Regions from separate parts of the Drosophila melanogaster genome. Here region 1 is linked to region 2. The links are chromatin contacts, called in public ChIA-PET maps. All regions are on one chromosome and are shown on one strand. The core of a region is the stretch at or near the end of the contact, and the rest is flanking DNA. Distances in the headings are between cores, read along the strand shown. Region 1 holds the start of lncRNA:CR44409 (long non-coding RNA:CR44409). Region 2 holds the start of lncRNA:CR44151 (long non-coding RNA:CR44151).

Region 1 (2,982 bases), core at 379-2,878, 800 kb after region 2:
TGCGACTTGCACAATATGCGTTATATGTACATCTATATGTATATATATATGTATGGATATCTATGTGTGAACAAGTCGGCGCTTCACGTCCGTCGGCGGCCAAGTTCAGATTGAAACTGAGCGGTTCGCTTCACACTCGGCTGCAAGAGAGCTTCGGAATGGCTTCGATAGCTCAGGCTCCATTCTCAGCTGTTCGCTCTCTGCGATCGCATGCATTCGGTTCGTATACTTGATACGTATACGTGATACGTATACGTGATAAAAAGTTACCGCTGCTGATATGATGGTTGCTGATCGCAACTGACGGAGGGTGCCAATATCTGTTTTTATTTTCGAAACTGCTTCACTTTTCCTTTATTTATTTTCATTTCCGTTGTGCGTACTCAATGTTTCGTTCTCTCTAATGTATTTGTGTTCAAGTGCGTTCCTATGACGCCATCGAGCAGAAAAAATGGTTATAGATTTTTAAGTGGATTTGGAAAAGTGTTGAGATTTTTATAACGCTCTGCAGGTGTTCCAATTTCGATTTTCGGCTATAAGTAAACATTGATTCCCTTACAAAAAAATGTGTACTTTTTGCTGGGAATGAAAATTTATTGTTATGAATGGTTTGGAAATATCATAAAAATTCAAAATACCTAAGATGTTATTTCACATGAACTCTTTTCTCATTAAAAATTCGTTTAAAATAGTGCACAGGTTTCTGGACAAATCAAGATCAAAGGTTTATTATAAGATCAGATAGGAGGAAAAGTTTTTCTTTATGTGAATCATTCGCCATTCTGGAATGAGAAGCCGAAAAAAATCGACAACTATTAGCCAGATGCATAACAATAGATCTATTTATCTAATATAGGTATGACAGCTGAATGTTTTTATTGATTTTCCCAGGAATTGACAGACCTGAAACGAGTTCGACCCTCGGCAAATGTAAATTATAAAATCCATACAACGTTGCTAATTCACGCCAACAAAATTCCCAAATGAGACCGAAAAAAGATTCGCCAACGTCTAAGGTCGAACTGAGTTATTAACTCAATTTTTGGCTTCTGTTCCATAGACAGATTTTAGTCATTGAAATAAACACAAGTGCAGACCAAACACGTAGGGGAAAAATATTTGCAGTTAACATTGCCAATCGGGTGGAAATATTTCATTATTGTTGTGCATGAATGAAAATAGTATAATTTATTTCTGCTAGCCCACGAAAATTTCGAACTAAAAACACAGTTTTCATGTAGCGTGGGCTCGTCTGCGGACAAAATGCATTTTGGGAGCAAATTTCCCGGCCGCAATTTACATCTATATAGGATTGCAACAAAGCCAAGAATACCTCAGGACGTGCAAAAATAAACTAAACTATTTCAGCTCTGGGGTTTGAGAAATTTTAAGTTAGGAAAACAGATATTTATTTATTTAGCAATTTATTGAGCAAATATGAATATTTAGATATAGATGAAAATATAGTACGACAATTTGTATAACTTTTTGAACATGTTATTATCAAATTTACAATTGTAATCCACACTTTTATTCTATTATTTTAAAATTTCTTGCTCTTTATGGCTAGGGATCACTGTAGAAGGATTTTAGTTGCGATTGTGCTTTTAGCCATACATGTATGACAAATGCCCCATGACGTAGTAGCCACTTTCAGTAAACATATCAGACGTCACAGAAATCTCCAACTCTTTATTAAGCTCCCCGAAGAAGAAGAGAAGAAAAAAAGGGGGAGAAGTCAAAGACTCTACCCCCGCCCAAACAACTCCCCCTGCAATTCTGGCACATTTGCGCTTCAAGGTCACGCGCGTGAGCGGGAACGAGAGGGAGAGAGAGAGCGAGGAAGAGAGAATGCAGAAAAACAAAGCCAAGCCCCAAAGAAATCGTGGAAGGGGGTGGAAGGGGGCGAAGGGGGCTTGACGGCGGAGCGCATAGTTGAGCAACCACTTGTTGTTGCTGCCGCTTTTATTGCTCCTCTTCAGCCAGCGCCAGTTTAAGGCCACCAAATATGCACTGGGAGAAACAAATAGCACATACATCTTAACAAAAAACACTTAAAGATTATAGATTTCTGGATATTAAATGGCCTATTGAATTAAGTGACAAATAATATCTAAAGTGGATTTTGTTGCATTTGTTGGTTTAGTATTTTATTAAAATATTAATTTTAACATTTTCTTTAAAGGCATATTTTATCAGATGCCTGAAGCATGTAAATTTAAAAAAAATAATTTATTATAAGGTGAATAGTGTTAAAAAATGCGAAATAGAAAACAGATCTACAGCTTTTTCACAGTGATTGAATTAAGTCGAAAGGTCTGCGCCGCCCTCAAAAGAGGTAAAGAAACAAAGCGCGTAGTGCATTAACATTCAAGACATTCGGCTGACGAATAATGGTGATAAGCAAAGGAAGGGGACGAAGGGGAGCCGTATCAATAACACGAACAGCCAAGTTACCGACGAACTCGAAATGTTTGAGTAGCAGAAAAGCCATGATACAAAAAAATGACTCAGCCTAGTTCAGCGAATTCAAATGCTCTTCTGCAGTCAATATATACTTGCTAAATTGCACTAAATTCTATAATGACGAGTTATATATTTGATAAGGTACTTTGATATATATATAAAGCAAACAAACAAAAGCGAATAAAAGAGAGGTAGATTTAATTGCTAGAAATGTATATCTACGGTCAGTAATAAGACACTTAATTAAAGTGTAATTTCCTTTTCTAAAACCCACTATTTTGAAAAGCTTGGCGGAAAGAAAACACTCTACGAATTGGCAAAACTTTTGCGAAGCATAAGAGAAGAAAACGTTAAGCTATAACAAAAAACCTGTCCGTCTGCCTTGTCTTTGGCTTTTGGCTTTGCAGCACTTGATTGGCTTTTGGATTCCCCGAATCGTCGATGAATCATCGCCTCACCTATATACATACATACGTATACGTAATTTCTGCGGCTCACCAAACACAATTGTGCCGC
Region 2 (2,786 bases), core at 202-2,701:
TTTGCGCCACCCTAGGAGCTTAATTAATTTTTGGTATCAGCAGAAGCAGAAACATTTGTTTGCATGCTAAACGAACGAGATGAAATCGGCATTTGTACAAGTACGGAGAACTTGAGCTGATGCATTTTCTCTACTATCAATGTCAGTATATCACCGCCTTAATGGGCTTTACCCGAATCCCCCCAGCGCCAACATCCGTCTGCCTGCATCTGGCTTCCTCATTTAATATAATTTGTTGCAAGTTTTGCGGGGCATGTGGCAGCAGACTGCTGCACTAATTGAAACGTAATTATATCATTCGGGCACGGGGTCTGCTCGTTGCGTTGGCCTGTCAGTTTCTCAATCGCTCATTTAGTCATTTAGTCAGTGTCTCACACTCTCAACTCAACTAGGCACTAATTGCAATTTGCACAGTTTGAGCTGCGCTGGGTATACGTGTATGGCTTAAAAGTTATATCACCCATGCACCTCCGTTTGATATTCAATTTGTTACACAAGCTGTTTCACCGGAGTTTATCAGACAGTTACATAATTTTGCTAAATCATTAGCTTCACTTAAGACAGTAATTATTCAGGGGCTTATCATCTAAGTGCCTTGTCCATATATTCTAGTAAATTTGCAATGTGAAGGGGACTTCTCCATACTCATAGAAAATTCATTTGAAGTTGAAATTTTATTTGTATATAAATCAGAATTTCTTTAACCTAATAGGTAAGGCAGCGCAGATTTACAGTTTATCTGTGGTACCTTTTCATTTTAAATAAGAACTAATGAATAAGCTATATTTAATATAATAATATGTAGTATAATGCCATGCATTCATTCCATAACTCTTTTTCCATGTCATTTGTTCAAAAGCGAAAAAACGTGTTTCATTTTGGCATTGACCAAAAAAGTATTTTCCATTGTGATCCGTATTTTTATGCAACTCTCATCAAACGGAAGTTGTTTCCCAATTTTCTTTATACATATATTTCGTACATATTTTTTCGCAATTTTTTATATTTTCATTTGGTGTGCTTGGGATTTGCCAAAGAAGCGCAATTTATTCGTTTGCATTTTTCGGGCTTAAAGTTTTTGGTGCGTGTGTTCGGGATATAAATCTCGCAGCGTATAGATATTTTTTGGCAATTTAATTGAAATGTCAGGCACGTGGTCGCTCCAGAGATCCGAGGAGTGGAATGGAGCTTGACCCTCGACTTGCTCCGCTGCCTAATCCCGTCCAGCTCTTGTGGTTGTCGCACATTTCCGGCTTAAAGTGGCAATGTTGATGTTGCTGGTGTTGCCGCTTTGGATGGTAAAGCTGATGGTATAGCTGGTGTTTGCTGGTGTTGCTGTTGTAGTCTGCCACATCCGTTTGCGACGCGTACACGTAATTGATTTTCCCGCCCCGCCCCCCTTTGCAGCGTTTGATATTCAAGCGCAAAATCTCTGCGGCCCACATGGAAAACACAAACAAAATGGGCAAAAAGAAGAAAATAAATACAAAAATGTGGAGAAACAACAATAGCATTTTTTGCGTGTCAAATGAGAATTTCACTCGCTTTGATTTGGTTTGTGGGGAGTACATGCACCGAAAGCAAAATTCACTCACTTCATATGGTACCAAAACCGGTTCTTCAATAACTTTACACTTAATTCATAAGTTATATATTTATTTAACCACTATAAATAAATGTTGAATTTAATTTTTTCAAAAAATGTGAGCACTACGTATTCTCAATCTGTATTTTAATTATTGGTATGGAATTTCTTCCTGTGTACTTGTGCACAACTACGGGTAATATTTTTTTTTTGGCATAGCCACCGGTAAATATGACCGTGAACTTTGAATGCCACATGCATCGACAAACAAATGTATAACAAACAATGAACAAATCTCTAACAATAAAGTGCACACAATTCCAATTGTGATTTAATAAAGCTTAACTTACTTTAAGTAATACTTTGCCAACCTAATTAAATTCGCACAATGTGACATTTGCAATGCATGAGCCAATGAAGTCAGGCATTTAACGCTTATAGGCCAGAAAAAAGACCCATTCGAAGATATATCTTTTAATATACCTTTTGGAGTCCGTGTAATCCGCAGTAAGCCGCAATATTGGCCATATAATCACTGTCGGGCACCAAATAAATTCCCCCATGAATCGAATTCACAGTGAAGAGAATAAACAAATTCGCATAAATTTCTTTTTTCTTTGCCGGATGAGAGTGGGAAAATTGCCTTTAAATTGCTTGAAAATGCTTTCTTAATACATTGCGCAATTTCGTATTGAAATCAGGGTGTGGCAGAGGCACCCGCAACAAAATGGAGAAAGGCAAGCGAGTTGTGAAAAAATCAACGCTGAACAAAATGCTATGGGAAAACTAAACGAAATAATGCAGAATGACAAAATAACTTAAAGCGGCAATAAATTGTACAGCTCAAGGACATGCTTAAGGCGAGATTTGGGATTTGGGGGCAAAATGTAGATGAAGATGTAAAAGAAGTTGAAGCAGCCGCAGCCGCAGCCGGGAAAACTGTCAACACGTTTTGGCCATTTCGGTCTACGTTTCGTTAGCCTCAAACAAAAAAAACAAACAAACAGGCGGCGAATTTAAAAGTCGTGGATTCTTTTTTGCCTTACGACAATGAGCCATTTTTTGTGAGCGAGCTGGGATTTTAAGCAAAAGGGGTGGACGGTTTATTTATCATCATAGTAGCGGTGGATGGTTGTAATTTTTAAGTTGGTAGTATTCCAAAACCAGCTCAGATTTATGATGCTACGGGGTAGAATGTTTA

What was found. ChIA-PET counts read pairs in DNA pulled down with a chosen protein or histone mark.
Region 1: an RNA polymerase II ChIA-PET map of the S2 cell line shows a contact between it and region 2, with 4 times the contacts expected there. The contact joins the promoter of lncRNA:CR44409 here to the promoter of lncRNA:CR44151 in region 2. A contact is called at or near these places in 1 of 107 Hi-C or Micro-C datasets (the S2 cell line) and 1 of 6 datasets of contacts at active chromatin or transcription factors (the S2 cell line).

Annotation. Positions count from the first base shown.
Region 1 is chr2L:17,428,078-17,431,059 of dm6, forward strand. lncRNA:CR44409 (long non-coding RNA:CR44409) reads left to right here and starts at 1,629. Exons shown (of 1, transcript NR_124330.1): 1 at 1,629-2,080. The region is part of intron 1 of Dif (Dorsal-related immunity factor); the gene reads right to left.
Region 2 is chr2L:16,627,722-16,630,507 of dm6, forward strand. It overlaps lncRNA:CR44151 (long non-coding RNA:CR44151), which reads right to left and starts at 1,452. Exons shown (of 1, transcript NR_073791.1): 1 at 1,031-1,452. All of the region lies in intron 2 of mtgo (miles to go), which reads left to right.